Linked DNA regions of Mus musculus: region 1 is linked to region 2. Evidence: chromatin contacts called from public HiChIP or PLAC-seq data. All regions are on one chromosome and are shown on one strand. Each heading gives the region's core, a stretch centred on a gene start, on an enhancer-like site or on the middle of the called end of the contact. The rest is flanking DNA. Distances are from core to core; before and after follow the strand shown.

Evidence for each region. HiChIP or PLAC-seq counts read pairs in DNA pulled down with a chosen protein or histone mark.
Region 1: an H3K27ac HiChIP or PLAC-seq map of embryonic stem cells shows a contact between it and region 2, with 7 times the contacts expected there. The contact joins the promoter of Pcolce here to the promoter of Stx1a in region 2. A contact is called at or near these places in 1 of 39 promoter capture datasets (embryonic stem cells) and 1 of 115 datasets of contacts at active chromatin or transcription factors (embryonic stem cells).

The regions. Positions count from the first base shown.
Region 1 is chr5:137,608,284-137,615,606 of GRCm38.p6, forward strand. Pcolce (procollagen C-endopeptidase enhancer protein) reads right to left here and starts at 3,121. Exons shown (of 9, transcript NM_008788.2): 1 at 2,954-3,121; 2 at 2,114-2,222; 3 at 608-866. The coding sequence starts at 3,045. Fbxo24 (F-box protein 24) reads right to left here. Exons shown (of 10, transcript NM_027708.1): 9 at 5,390-5,560; 10 at 4,222-4,836. The coding sequence ends at 4,474. It overlaps Gm36266 (predicted gene, 36266), which reads left to right and starts at 4,423. Exons shown (of 2, transcript NR_165817.1): 1 at 4,423-4,647; 2 at 5,295-6,964.
Region 2 is chr5:135,017,921-135,025,384 of GRCm38.p6, forward strand. Stx1a (syntaxin 1A (brain)) reads left to right here and starts at 5,562. Exons shown (of 10, transcript NM_016801.4): 1 at 5,562-5,690. The coding sequence starts at 5,661.

The DNA of each region.
Region 1 (7,323 bases), core at 1,871-4,370, 2.6 Mb after region 2:
TGGATCCCTCCTGGCCCCTCCCCAGCCCACCGCCACACCACGCCTCTTCCCCTAGGAGATCCCATCTCTCCATCCCGGCCGAGCAGAAGAATCCTCTTCAGCAGGCTAGAGAGCTCTCACGTGGTGAGGGTGCCCTCCCCTCTGTTGAGGTCTCAGCCTGAAACATTTCCAGAGAGACTTGTGCTGCCGGGAGGGGGTGATGGGACCGCAATCGGGATCCCAGAGCTGGGTATAGGGGGCTCCGGTGAGGGAATCCTTGTCCCCCAGCTTCAAGGTGCCCCCTTACTCCTGTCAGAGGAGCCCGATTGCGGAGGGGGGCGGGCAGTTACTCACCGTCCCAGTAACCCCAGGCCGCCCATTCCACCCGCGGGTCCATGACCCATTTCCGCCTCGCACCTGGGGGAGGCCCTGGAAGAGGGGTAGGTGGGAGCGGGAGGGGGAGAGAAGACCGGGAGGAGGGACTGAAGGGGCGGTTAGTGAGAAGAAAGGGAGTAGTGGTGGCCCTAACTCTTGGGAGGAATCTGGGGAGGATCAAAGTTAGGGCAGGGGTGGGGACCTGAACCGGGGTGGGGTCAGGAGAGGGGAAAGAGGAGGCGAAGATACTCACCAGTGCCCGAAGTGGCCCGGCCGCTGTACCAGAGCAGGAAGCCTCGTCCCCCGGTGCCCTCGTCAGTTGTCATCCTTAAAGTCACTTGGTTGCCAGGTGCGACTACAGGTGCAGGCCTGAAGGTGCCGCAGAAGCGTCCAAGTCGCTGGCCTGAGGTGCCAGAGCCAGCAAAGACCTCCAGAGCATCGTAGCGGCAGGAAGGGTGGAGCTCCATATCGAAGACTCGGAAGGACAGGGACACAGTCTGGCCCTCGGGCACCTGAAAAAAGGGGAATGGGGGTCCCGCAAAATCAGGCCCCAAACAACCCTGACCGTGGGCATCGCCCCCTCCCCCAAGTACTTCCTAGGCAGAGAAATAGCCATAACTGGAAAGGACCCCTGGCCAATGCAACACACAGGGCCTGGGCTCTGCTCCTGCCTTGTGGTCTCTGGAGGGAGAAAACAGGAGCGAATTAAGGATGGAGTCTCAGCGTTTTTTTTTTTCCATAAAAATCTAAGGCTTAAACTAGGCTTGGCAGCTCACACCTGTGATTCCAGGGTTTGTTGTGCTGATAGGATTGCCTCAAAGTTCAAGGCCAACCTAAGCTACACAGTGAGATCCTGCCTCCAAAAACTTAGGGCTCAGCTCCAGAAGTGGTGGTGTGTGCCTGGGATCCCAGCTATTTGGGAAACAGAGGCAGGAGGACCATAAATGCCAAGACCCATAATTTACAGAGACCATGTTTCAAAAATAAAAGGGGAAGCGATCTAGGGAGATGGCCCAGTGGGTAAAAGTGCTTATTCAAGCTCAAATCCCCCAGAACCCACATAAAAGGCCTCATTGAAGTCTCCACACATATGCCTTGAACCCTAACCCTACTGGGAGGCAGACAGGAGGGTCACTGGGGCTTGCTGGCTCTCATACTAGCTTTAGATTTAGTGAGAGGCTTTGTCTCAAGGAAATAGGGTGGAGAAAAGCACAACTCTGGAACACCTGCTCTGACCTCTGCATACATGCATGCATGCGTGTGCAAACTCATGCCCGACAAACACATTAAAAACAACCACCAGGGCCGGGCGTGGTGGCGCACGCCTTTAATCCCAGCACTTGGGAGGCAGAGGCAGTTGAATTTCTGAGTTCGAGGCCAGCCTGGTCTACAGAGTGAGTTCCAGGACAGCCAGGGCTACACAGAGAAACCCTGTCTCGAAAAACCAAAACCAAGCAAACAAACAAACAAACCACAAAAACAAACCTAAATGAATAAAAGAGATGGACCTCAGTGGTAGAGTTCTGGCCTAGTATGCCAAAGTCCCAGGGCTCAGTTCCCAGTAGTGGGATTGGACCAAGAGGAGGAAGGTTGGAGGTACTTCAGAGCATGTTACCATGGGGCCTGACGCCCTTGGACCAAAGAGGAAAAGAGGGTTTCCCAGAGGTGATGCCTGGTGGTGGGGACGGTGTCCCTGGGCTGTCAAGGTTTGGCTTGGGAGACTGATGAAGAGCAATGGGGACCAGAGGGGCCTTCTCACCGTAATTGTCCAGATGCACTTCTTGTTTGGGGGGTAGAGGTTGGGGAAACCCTCACTTGCCACGTAACCTGACTCCCCGGTCACGTCCCCTCCGCACAGGAACACAGGTCTGGAGGACAGAGGAGGTGTCAGGCAGAACCCCTGCATTGATGGTTCGTGAGAAGGGCAAGCCACGGCAATATGGGAAGATGGTGTTGGAGAAGCCCCAGCCTGTGGACTGGAGACTCCAGTCCAAGGACCACGGAAAGTGGGGCTAGGCAACCGCCCCGTCTCTCCATCCCCTAGAGGCTCCACCCCCACGCTGCCAGGAATTCCGGGAATCCTTCTCAGTCCCCCTAACCTCCTCTACCCCCCCTCCCTGTCCTGCCTGGCAGTCAAGGACAGGAGCCGCCTAACTACTTCCAGATGTGACAAGCCACGAGGCCACGAGGGGGAGGGGGCAAGAGAATTGAGGAGAGCAACAGTGGACACACAGCTAGGGGCTCCCACCTTCGCCCTGCTGCCATGCTCCTGGCTAAGGACCAGTACCTGACTTTCTGCTTGCTACCCTTCCCCCAATCTCAGTTCCTGAATGTCAGCTAACAGACAAGGTCAAGGTCTTGGCTTTCTGGGTTCAAGCTCCATGGAGGGGCAGAGGGCAGAAGAACAGTAGTGAAGGAGTGGGAACAGTGGAAGTTACAGACCAGTGTGGCCTTGCAGCAGACAGGGAGGATATGAATCTGAAGAGGAAAAGGGATTTGCTAGCAGAAGAGCTTGCAAGACCCACAGGCACAGCCCTCCCAGGACTCACAAGCATTCTGAAGCTTCCTGTGGAAGCCATCTGAAAGATATGAGACCTACCTCGTGTAGTTGGGGGTCTGGCCTCGGGCAAGAGGCAGCACCCAGGCCAAAAGGAATGGCCCCAGAAAGGAGGTTAGGGCAGCAGGCAGCATTGTGTAGGGGGGAAGTGCTGGAAGCAGCAGCTGAGTTCAGCAGCAGCAGCAGCAGCAGCAGCAGCAGCAGCAGGATAATCAGGACCAGATGAAGCAGCCCCGGGTGTGTGGGCGTGGGGACTGGCCAACTGGGCGGGCAGCAGGGGAGGCGGGACGGGGAGACAGCTGGGACAGTGCTTGAGTCCCTTCAGAGGCCTCTCTAGGTCTTGGACATATATTAATTGACCAGAGAATGCTGGGAACACATCTAGTCATATGCCACTGCCCTCTGTCCTTTGCCTGGGGACCTGGCATTTGCTGGAGACTTTCAGGTGCAGGCTGGACCCTTCTTCACCTGTTGCTTTCTCGGCATCTAGAGGGGATGTCCCCAAGTCTCTTGGCTACCCACTGTCCCACTGCACACTTCCAGATAGTTCTTGTTGCTTAAGACAGGCTTGCCATGACGCACTGGCTAGTCGGAGCTTTCGATCTTTCTGCCTCAGCTTCCCACGTGCTGGGATTACAGGCCTGCACCCCCTTCCCCAGGAGCTTCTGCACATACTTAGGACCTCCCCTTAACACTGGACCAGATCAGGCCAAGCAAAGTGGCTTTCTGACTCCTTATTTTCTCTTCCAACTATTTTAAGGTACAGAAGGGTTAAGGGGGGGGGGGGTGTGGAGTGTCCCTGTCCCTGGGCAAAGAGGGGACGGAGCAAAAAGTAAGGGAAAAGATGGGAGACAGAAGAGGACGGGATGCTGATTCCACGGGACTGTGGGCTAGGGGTGAGGTACCCTAGAAGTGACGATCAGATTGCAGGTTTGGTGCAGGTATGATGGAGGCACACCTGAAATCCTAGCTCTCTGGAAATGGAGTCAGCGTGAGCATGATTAAAGAGGTCAGCCTGGGCCACACAGTGAGGCTCTGTCACAAACAAAACCAACAGACCCAACAGAGGTTTCAAAGTGGGAAGTAAGGTGTGTCTGTCGTCCGAGTTACTTCACAAGCCCAGGCCTGACCTCCACATCACAAAGTGGGGCTTCTGGAGTGAGAAGGGGAAGGTTAGCTGGGGGTGCTGGCACTTCCTCAGTAAGACAACAGCTTGGGCTCTTTCTGTCTCCCCCCACCCCCTCACCAGCCAGGCCTCCCTCCATCCCAGGCCACCCCTCCATGAGGCCCCAGGGTTTCAAAACAGGCTTGGCTTTAGCCTTTTATTCTACTGTCCATCAAATTTCTCGCTCATGATAGTCAGGTTAGGGGCTCCTCCAGGGCAGGCCCCTGCACATTTATAAAAGAGGTCCCTCCTCTCCCCTCGAATACGCAGCACTGCTCCCCACAGCCCCACCCCCACCCCCCACCCATGTACACACAGTGTTCTCTGACACTCCATCTCTTCTCAGCTCTAGCCCACGGCTCGACTTCCTTCAGGAGGAAAGGCTAAGAAGAGGGGTTCAGCTCTCGGGAGTCGAGGTGTCTGGGCCAGCCCCTCCAGCAGCCCTCTGCAACATGTCCAGTGCCTCCCAGAAGAAATCTTTCTGGGCAGCCATCAAGGGCATCCAGCCCACAATCTCCTTCATCTTCTCCATTCGGTCCTGCAACGTGGGGCAACTGTGGATCTGGCTGAGGTACTCCTCACAGGCCTGGGCTGTTCCCCCAGGGTCTTGGGGGGCTCCAGCCCCCTGGCTAGGTTCAGGGCTCCCCCCCACCCTGCTGGCTGGCAGGTCTCGATAGACAGGGCACTGTTCGATGTCGTGGCTGGACAGCATATAGAGACACTCTCTGGTGGAGCAGAGGGAGCAGGCACACAAAGGGACCTTAGAGGAGAGAACGGGTGGAGCTGAGGGAGGCTTAACACTGCTTCCAGGAAGCCGACTTAACCCTGATGCTGTGCTGACCCCTCTCAGACAGGCCCTGGCCAGCAAGTGAGCTTCAGCTTGCTATGTTCCAGGACCCATGTGAACTTGGATAGAGCCATGGGGTCAGCTAAGGAGAAAGCGGCGAGAAGTGTGGTGCAAGAAGGGAGACTTCGCAGTACAGGGGAGATGGAACCAATGGATCCCTTACAGGGGTCACAGCTATCTGCTGGGGATGGGGACACAGGAAAGCCAGGAAAAGCTAGAGGTTAAGACCAGCCTGGGCTCCACAGTGAGAATCAACTGGGGCCATGCTTGGTGCCCAATATGAAGCAGTGAAAGAACTAAATCTTACGGGTTGTCCCCTGTCCTCCACTGGCATACTGTGGCATAACTCCCTTCCCACAATTCTTTTAAAGACTTTGGAGAGAAGGGAGGTTAAGTCCCGTGGTCCACCTGGCTCTAGTGTTCTACCCTCCCTGAGGCCTGCCTGCTTGCCCGACCCTGCTCTGACCTTGATGTGCAGCTTGACGAAGGAGGCGCTCCCCTTGGGCCAGCCAGGAAGACGGCCTCCGGCCCCACAGCCGCACCCCAGCAGCTCCTTGCTGAAATCCGAGGTCTGACTCAGCACCAAGGAATGGTTGAGGCCACACCACAGGGCGATGGGGCGTTGCAGATAGTGAACCTGAGAACGGACAGACAACATGGCCAGGGGGGTTAAGGTGGGAATACTAGAGGCCTGGAGGGAAGTGGGGATCCCAGGTTGGAGAAAGGCTGAATGGAAGGCTTGGGGCAGAGTGCAGTCTTGGGAGCTGGAGGAAAAGCAGGTCCTGTCCCAGAAAGTCCACCCTGCCCTGAAAGCTGGCAGCTATCTGTCCATTCCTGTGCACACAAAGTCTCCCAGAGGCTACAGGGCACTCAACTCCCCAGGACAAGACCAGCTGCCGGGGAACCTGCACACGTTTGCACACACACATGCATTCTTGCACATGCACACACACACACACACACACACACACACACACACACACACACACACACACACACAGAATAAAAATACAAAATACCAAGCAAGGGACAATTTAAAGGTCAATCAGGCATGGGGACGCAGAGGGATTAAAGTGACTTCCAGTCCAAATCAGGTTACACAGTGAGCGTTTGTCTCCAAAAATCCAACTGGAAAGCCCACCACGAACTACTAACTTCTCTATGGCTGTTCTATAGTACAGACACAGGTGAACATACGTGTGTGGTGTTCAGAGGGGCAATTGTAGCTGTTATGCTAAGGCCTAGTCTCCCGGGACTCTGAGACAACCTGGAGACTCCTCTGCCTCCCCGTAGCTGGGACTGTAATCATGCATTATTGTGCCTGGCTTTTTAAAACAAACAAACAAACAAACAAACAAGCAAACCAACCCACCACATGATTTCTGGGAATCAAATTCAGATCCTCTTACTAGCAAAGCAAGCCCTGTGCTAAGATTGCCTTTATTGTTTCCCTAAATAAACAGTTTTATAAGCAGTACTGGGATTGAATCTAGTCTCCTGGGTGCCAGACAAGCACTCTGTTACTCAAGTGCGCCCGCAACTCATTTTTCACTTTTCATTTTGAGACACAGACTTGATACATAACCAGGCTGGCTCTAAGCTCAGTGTAATGCTGGCTGGCTTTTGGGGGGCTGGAGAGTTGGCTCAGTGGTTAAGAGCACTGACTGCTCTTCTGAAGATACTGAGTTCAAATCCCAGCAACCACATGGTGGCTCACAACCATTGGTAATGAGATCTGACACCCTCTTCTGGTGTGTCTAAAGACAGTTACAGTGTCCTTATATTTAATAATAAATAAGTCTTTAAAAAAAAAAAAAAGAGCACTGACTGCTCTTCCAAAGGTCCTGAGTTCAAATCTTAGCAACCACATGGTGGCTCACAACCATCTGTAATGGAATCCTATGCCCTCTAGTGGTGTGTCTAGAGACAGCAACGATGTACTCACACACATAAAATAAATAAAACCTTAAAAAAAAATGGATCTTTTCCCCTTCCCTCTGGCCTGATTAAACATTCTGTGTTTTTAATAAATGAGGTGATTATAGTGGGTTGTATTACTTCATAGTTCTTGTTAGCTTAGTTTTTAGTTTCGTTGGTTTTGTGTGATGCACATGTGCCACAGCACCCACGGGATACCTGCATATCAGTTTTCTCCTTCCACCATGGCGGAGCGGGGGGGGGGGTCCCCGAGACTTAACCAGATCATCATGCTTGGTAGCAAGTGTTGTTTTCCTGATAACCATCTCTATGGTTTCCCTGATAACCATCTCCATAGCTCTTTATTTTGGGATGGGGTCCTGTGGTGGTTTGAGTGAGACCTGCCCCATAGGCTCATATATTTGAGTGCTTAGTCACCGGGGAGTGGCACTGTTTGAGGACAAATAAAGAACTAAAAGGTGT
Region 2 (7,464 bases), core at 4,312-6,811:
CCAGCAATGATAGGCTAAGATCGCTTGAAGCTTCTTGAGCCCACTTCCTCCATGGACTCTGGCTTCATCTCTTCCGAGGTCTTCCTTACCCACAATGCCCCAGGCTTCCTCACTTCCCTGATGTCCCACACACATGCTAGACACTCTTCCTGGTCACTGCTGTGGTACATACTGTCCCCTCAGCCCCAAGCGCTCTTCCCTGCATGGTTTACCCCTCCCCTCCTGAAATTTCCTCAAAAGCTGTCTTCTCAACAGAGACCATTTATTTCAAGTGGGAGCGGGGCTGGACATGATGTCGCCCGCCTTCAGTCCCACCCTGCACTGGGAGGCAGAGGTTAGGGTTCTTTATGAGTTTGGGGCCAGCCTGCTCTACATAGCAAGTTCCAGGCCAGCCAAGGCTACATGCTGAAACCAGAGCTATGCGATGAGATTCACTTTGGGCGACATGAAACTCTTGATTTATTTACTTATTTGTTTGTTGTTTTAGTTTTTGGAGGCAATCTCTGTGTGTAGCCCTGGCTGTCCTGGAACTTGCTCTGTATGTAGATCAGGTTAATCTCAAAACCAGTGATCCCTTTGTGTCCGCCTAAGGAGTGCTGGGATTAAAGGCATGCCCCACCAGGCCTCCTAGTTGAGACTCTGAGTTAAAGAATATAGACATCAAAAGGACCTGGTGGAGGTGGGGAGAGGTTGGCTCAGTCAGTGAAGTGCTTGTTTTGAAGTGTGAGGATCAGTTGGATCATCAAAACCCACTTGAGAAAACTAGGAATGGTGGCACGTCCTTGTAGGCACAGTGCTGGGGAGATGGAGGCAGGAGGATGCCTGGCCAGAGAGTATCACCTGCTTAGTTCCAGAGCAGTGACCAACTCTATCTCAAAAGTGTGTATATGGAGGTGTGGGGTGGGGCCTGGGGGTGGGGGTGGCTGGAGAATTGGCTCAGCAGTTAAGAGCACTGTCTGCTCTTGCAGAAGACCAGGGTTCAACTCCTAGCAACCACATGGCAGCTCAACGTTGTCTATTCTCCAGTCCCAGGGAATCTGATGCTCTCCTTTGGTCTCCTTGGACACCATGCATGCATGTGCTGCCCATGTACACCTGCAGACAAAATACCCACACACACTTTTTTTTCTGAGACAAGGTTTTGTTATGTAGCCCTGGCTGTACCAGAACTAGCTCTGTAGCCCAGGCTGCCTCAAACTCAGAGATCTGCCTGCCTCTGCCTCCCAAGTGTTGAGATTAAAGGCATGCACCACCACATAAAATATTTTTAAAAAGACAAAAGCAAGTTAGCACAGAGATAGAAATTATATAATAAAGAATGCTTTTAAAAACCTGAAGAGCCGGGCAGTGGGGGCGCATGCCTTTAATCCCAGCACTTGGGAGGAAGAGGCAGGTGGATTTCTGAGTTTGAGGCCAGCCTGGTCTACAGAGTGAGTTCCAAGACAGCCAGGGCTACACAGAGAAACCCTGTCTCAAAAAACCAAAACCAAAACCAAACAATAGCTGAGAACGCCTAGGGCTGGGGGTGGGGTGAGAGTGGGGGGGAGGAGAGAGTTAAAAATGACAATACTCAAGCTAGGAGTCGGGCTGTGTCTGTAATTCCCGTCCCTTGAGAAGCAGAGACAAGGTGATTGTATCAAGTTTTGGGCTAGTTTGAGTGGGCCAGCCTGTTACATAAAGAGGGTTACATAACCCTCTTTAGAGGTTAGGAGTGTAACACCATGGTAGAGTTCCTTAGAATCCCTCTGTGAGGGGCTGGGGGCATGGCTCAGTGGTAGAGCCCTTGCCTAGAATCCCTCAGTGAGGGGCTGGGGGTGTGGCTCAGTGGTAGAGTCCTTGACTAGAATCCCCCAGGGCAGAGCTGGGGGCGTGGCTCAGTGGTAGGACACCTGCCTAGAAACCTAGAATCACCCAGTGAATAGCTAGGGTCATGGCACTATGGCTCTGCAGTAGAGCATTCAACAATGAAAGAAAGAAAGAGAGAGAGAGAGAGAGAGAGAGAGAGAGAGAGAGAGAGAGAGAGAGAGAGAGAGAGAGAGAGAAACTAAGAAAGAAAGAAAGAAAGAAAGAAAGAAAGAAAGAAAGAAAGAAAGAAAGAAAGAAAGAAAATGTTAAGGAAGAAAAAGAAGAAAAACAGCTTAGAGGGAAGTGCACACTTTTTTCATTCATCTTTTTAAAAAGATTTATTTATTTATTTCATGTATGTGAGTACATTGTTGCTGTCTTCAGACACACCAGAAGAGGGCATCAGATCCCATTACAGACGGTTGTGAGCCACCATGTGGTTGCTGGGAATTGAACTCAGGACCTCTGGAAGAGCAGTTGGTGCTCTCTTAACCACCGAGCCATCTCTCCAGCCCCTCTTCGTTTTCCATGCTGATATTTAACATGTCTGCATGAGTGATGTTGGCAAGATAGCGTGGCTTTCTTCAGGAAGCAGCAGTTTCTCATCTTCCTGAAGTCTCACCCCACAGACAGATACTGAGTTCTGAGGACATAGCCGTGACCCACTCCGCTCCCTATGTATAGGAAATCCACTAGATCGGGGCTAGGCAGCTTCCTGTCAGTCAAATTGGCCATGTGGAGGACAGAGAGAGGAGATGTGCAAAGTATCCTGGCACACTGTGTGGCACCTGTACTCCCAGCTCTCAAGAGCCTGAGGCAGGAGGGTCTTAAATTTGAAGCTAGCCTGGGCTACATAACATAATATATCCCAGGCTAGCAGTGTGAGGCGCTGTCTCAAAATACAAAGAAAAAAAAAAATGCTGGACTTGTAATTCGGTTGGTAGAATGCTAGCCTAGCGTGCATGAAACCCTAGGCTTCCTCCACAGCTCTGCATAAAATGGGAAAGGTGGCACACGTCCGTAATCCCAGCACTTGGGAGGCAGGCTGTTGTAGACAGATGTTCCACCATCTTCAGGAGCCTGGCTGGGCCTGTTCATAGTAGATCTTTTCTCAGAGAAGGAGGGAGCAGAAAGGTTCATGGGACTCTCAGTGAGTATCCAGGCACCCCTCTCAACCAGTTGTATACAATTCTGCCCTCCTATGGTGCATGGGGGTGATGCTTTAGGGAGGGGCTAGGGTATAAATGTGGGGAGATCTAGGGGAGGGGCTCTATCCATGCAACCATGAAAAAAATCACTTGGGGGACATCTTAGGGTTTCCATTGCTGTGAAGAGATACTCTGTCCATGGCAATTCTAATAAAACATTCAATTGGGACTGGCTTACAGTTTCAGGGGTTCAGTCCATTATCATCAAGGCGGGAAGCATGGTGGTATGCAGGCAGCAGTGATGCTGGAAAAGGAGCTGAGAGATCCACATCTTGATCCACAGGCAGTAGACGGAGACCGTGAACCTCCCGGGGCATAGTTTGAGCATGTATAACCTCAAGGCCCACTCCCACAGTGACACACTTCCTCCAACAAGGCTACCCCTCCCTGTGGATCTGTGGGGACCATTCCCATTCAGACCACTGTGGGGAGGGGGTAGCTTGAGGGAGCATCTATTCACCTGGAAGAAACCCCTCACCAATGGGAGTAAGGCCAATAGACTCATTGGTAGCCCACGGTGAAGTCTGGTTGCAATATGCCTACCTGGTTTGTTTGGGGACCTTGGAGTAGGGGAACAATACAGAGGGAGGAAGATCAGGGATTCAAGGTCATCTTCAGGTACATAGCAAGTTTGAGGCCAGCTTGTGTGTGTGTGTATGAGAGAGAGAGAGAGAGAGAGAGAGAGAGAGAGAGAGAGAGAGCTCATTGAGTAAAGGCACTTGCTGCTAAGCCTAAGGACTTGGATTGGTCTCTGGGACACACAAGGCAGAAGCAGAGAACTGACTCCAGCAAGTTGTCCTGACCTCTCTGTGTAAGCCGTGGCATTCTCATGCACACAAATAAATGATGTAACAAATATTAAAAATAAAATATAGCATAATGTTGATGTCTAGACAACCGGAAAGGCTATGGCTCTCTCCCGTGCCAGGACACATTTGTCTCCTGTCAGATTTTTCTAGGGACGGAGGGGAGGCTGAGCCCGTGTCCCAGCGTGCCTGTCAGCCAGCCATCTAACCTGCACTGAAAGTCTGGGAGAGGTGCCAGGGCCAGACACACTGGGCAGCAGGAGGCTGGATCCAATCCAGAACCGTGCCTTGGTAACTCTAGTGTACAAGGAGGTGTGGGTGTGCTTGGCTTGGGGTCAAGAAAGCCTGAGACCACTTGTGTGTGTGTGTGTCTGTGTGTGTGTGTGTGTGTGTACTCTGTAACAAGATGCTGGCAGGAAGCTAAAAGGTACATGTCTGCCAACCGGCAGGCTCTTCACGTTGCTCTACAGGGACCAGCATACCGTTCACGTTGCTCTGCAGGGACCACTGAGATCTTTCCACTGGGCCTAGGTTTGAACAGCCTACAGCTTCCACACAGGAAATAAGACGTCAGGCCTGGCATTTGAACTCCGGGCTGGAGGCATGGAGGGGTGGGGGTGGCAAGCTTTTTTTTTTTTTCCTTTTAAATATCTTAAACATTTCATTTATTTGTTTGTGTATGTATGTATGTATGTATGTATGTATGTATGTATGTATGTATGTATTGTGTGTAAAGAGAAAGGCAGTCAAATTGAATCGAACAGGTGAGCTGAGAAACTCTGGGGAGAGTAAAGAGGCAGCAACCCGGTCTGGAGACAGGGGGGTGCTCAGAAAGGTGGGAAGGTTTAGAATTGACCACTACAGAGAGGGCTTTATTTTACTTTATATTCACTTGGCCATGTGCCTCCTGCCTCCATCGTGTGGTTGCATATATGTGAAGCACGGAGCTCACTCATGTGGCGGTCAGAGGACAATTTACAGAATCCAATGCTCTTCTTCAGTCACGTGGGGCCCAGGGCTAGAACTCCAATCGTTTGTTTGTTTGTTTGTTTGTTATTTTTCAAGACAGAGTTTCTCTGCGTACCTTTGGCTGTCCTGGAACTTGCTCTGTAGGTCAGGCTGGCCTTGAACTCAGAGATCTGCCTACTAGGATTAAAGACATGTGCTATCATCACCCCGCTGGAACTCAGATCTTTAAGCTTAGTGGCAAGCATCTTTACCTGTTCAGCCATCTCAGGACAGGATGGGTGGTTGGAGGGGGTTGCCGGGGGTCGGTTCAAGAAGGGATTTTCAAACCTGGCATTGAGGCTCATGTCTGCAAAACCTGTACTCCTGTGGCTGAGGTAGGAGCAGGTGTTCAAGGCTAGCCTGGGCTACACAGTGAGACTATCATTGAACAAAGTGGAAAGGGTTCCACTCCAGCAAATCCAGGGGAAAGGAAGGACTCTAAGAGTCAGAATCCAGGGTCTATCTAGATAATGGGTGGCTGAGCAGAGGTGGGGGCTGGGGCAGAGAAGGGCCAAGGAGTTGGAGCTGCATCTAGACAGAGATCACTAGTTGACGAGGGGAGGAACCAGGTCCCGAGGGCTGGGTTTGTACCCCTTTGCGCTCCCCGTAGGCGGAGCCCTGGGCGGGATATATCCGGGCGTGGAAGCATGATGGGCGTGGCCAGCTGGGGTTGGGCTTGGGGGTCCCAGGGACTGGGGCGGGGCGCGGGCTGGCGCTGCGCAGCCGCGGGGCGGCATCCGCGCATGCGGGACTTACTCGGTTGCAGCCGGCGCCTACTGCCACTCCCGGGAGCATGAAGGACCGAACCCAGGAGCTCCGCACGGTGAGTCCGATCCTCGTGCGCCGCTCACCCGGCGTCTTGTAATTCTCCACTTTGTTCCGGCATGCCACCGAGGCACCTACAAGGGGACGGAGGGAGCCTTGCAAAGCTGAGGGACCCTCGAACCCCCATGGGAGTCCCACCCCTCCGATCTACTTCTGGTCACGGACTCGAGCCCTTCAGCACCGGGACTGATGGCTAGAACCTGGGGTTTTGAGGAACTTTTCAGGGCGTTCCTGTTTGGGGCGATTTGGAGGGCTGTTAAGGGGTTTCGGTGGCGGGATGCAAAATCGTGACCGTTCTTCGCCCGCTTGTCACCGTCCTTGCACTGTCCCCTGGAGGCTGAACCTCTCGTTTCCTTCCCACCCCCCTGCCCAGAGTTCCCCTCCCAACCCCATCCTTGGGCGCGCTGCGGAAACGAGGCCGCCGGGTGGGGGTGGCCTCTGCGGGAGCCGTCTCTTGGGGCTCCCCATCACCTGTGGCTCCCATCACCTGTGGCTCCCGATCCACCCTGGTCGCTTTAGGGATACCCGGCTTGCTCTGGATTAAAGGACTCAACCATATCTACCCTTGGTCCACCTTTGGGCTTCCAGGCAACCCAGGCTGTCATTTCCCAGACCCTTCCCGGATTGCCAGGTCTAACTGCGACCTGGATCTATTTTCCTACCTGTGTGAGAGAGGCCTCTGGGGTGTGGCTCTTAGGGCGGGGTTTCGAGATGAGTAGAAGGCAGTAGAAAGGTTCTAAGTCAGAGCCCATGATCCTTCAATCATGAGACCCCACTTTTAACACAGGGGAGTGCCCTTCTCTGGCCTCAGACCCTAGAGGGACAGAAATTAAGCTCTCCCGTGAGAGGGTTAAATAAGGGCGCCACATCAGATTGTCATATCTGATTCCTCAGCAAACCCCACCCGTTGATTTCTGGGTGTCCCCCCAAGCTGGGTGGCGTCCTAGATCCCTCTCATCTTGTGCCCCACTTACAGCCCTTCATAGAAAGTTTTGTTTTGGGGCTTTTGACCTAATGGCTGTGATTTCTGCCTAGCTTCTCCATCTGTGCCTGGATCCCTCTACCATAATACCAGCCATATCTATGCTCTCCAGTCTAGCCTTCATCCTGTTCCTGACCTGCAAGCGACCCCCACATGCCTTCAGACCTGTATTATTCCTGGCTGGATGCCCAGTGCCTCATCTATTTCAAAGGAAACAGACAGCCTTTCAAGTCATATATAGTGTTTAAACACTTCCCCACCCGCCCCTTGTCGTTGCCCTCAAGTTTCCGGTGTTTTTATGTTTTACGGTTTTTTGTTTTTTTTTTTTTTTTATGTAAAATCCTTCTCTGTACCCCAGGGTGGCTTGGAACTATATAGTCTCATTGGGTCTTAAACTCAAAGCAATCCTCCTGCCTCGACTTCATGAGTGCTGAGATGACAGCACACACTATTGTGTCAGACTGGTGACAGATTGAATCAGATAGCATGTCCAGGTGATAGATGGCAGTGATGTGGTCACCCCAACGTGTGCCCCAACCCGTGTGACTGTCATGATTGTATGAGGAAACCACAAGCCACGAACACAGGCCTTTCCACGTGGTAGCAGCCTTTCGCTTATCAGCCTTCAGCCTCTCTGCTAAAGCTGAAACTGAGGCACAGCAAAAGTGGCCCACTTGTTTGTTGGAGGAGTGGTCAGTTGATCAGGGTCAGACAGCTTGGGTCGTAAAAAGCTTGAACCTAGAGCTATGGCCCCAACACTGTCCTGGGTAGCCCTGCATAGCGATGACAA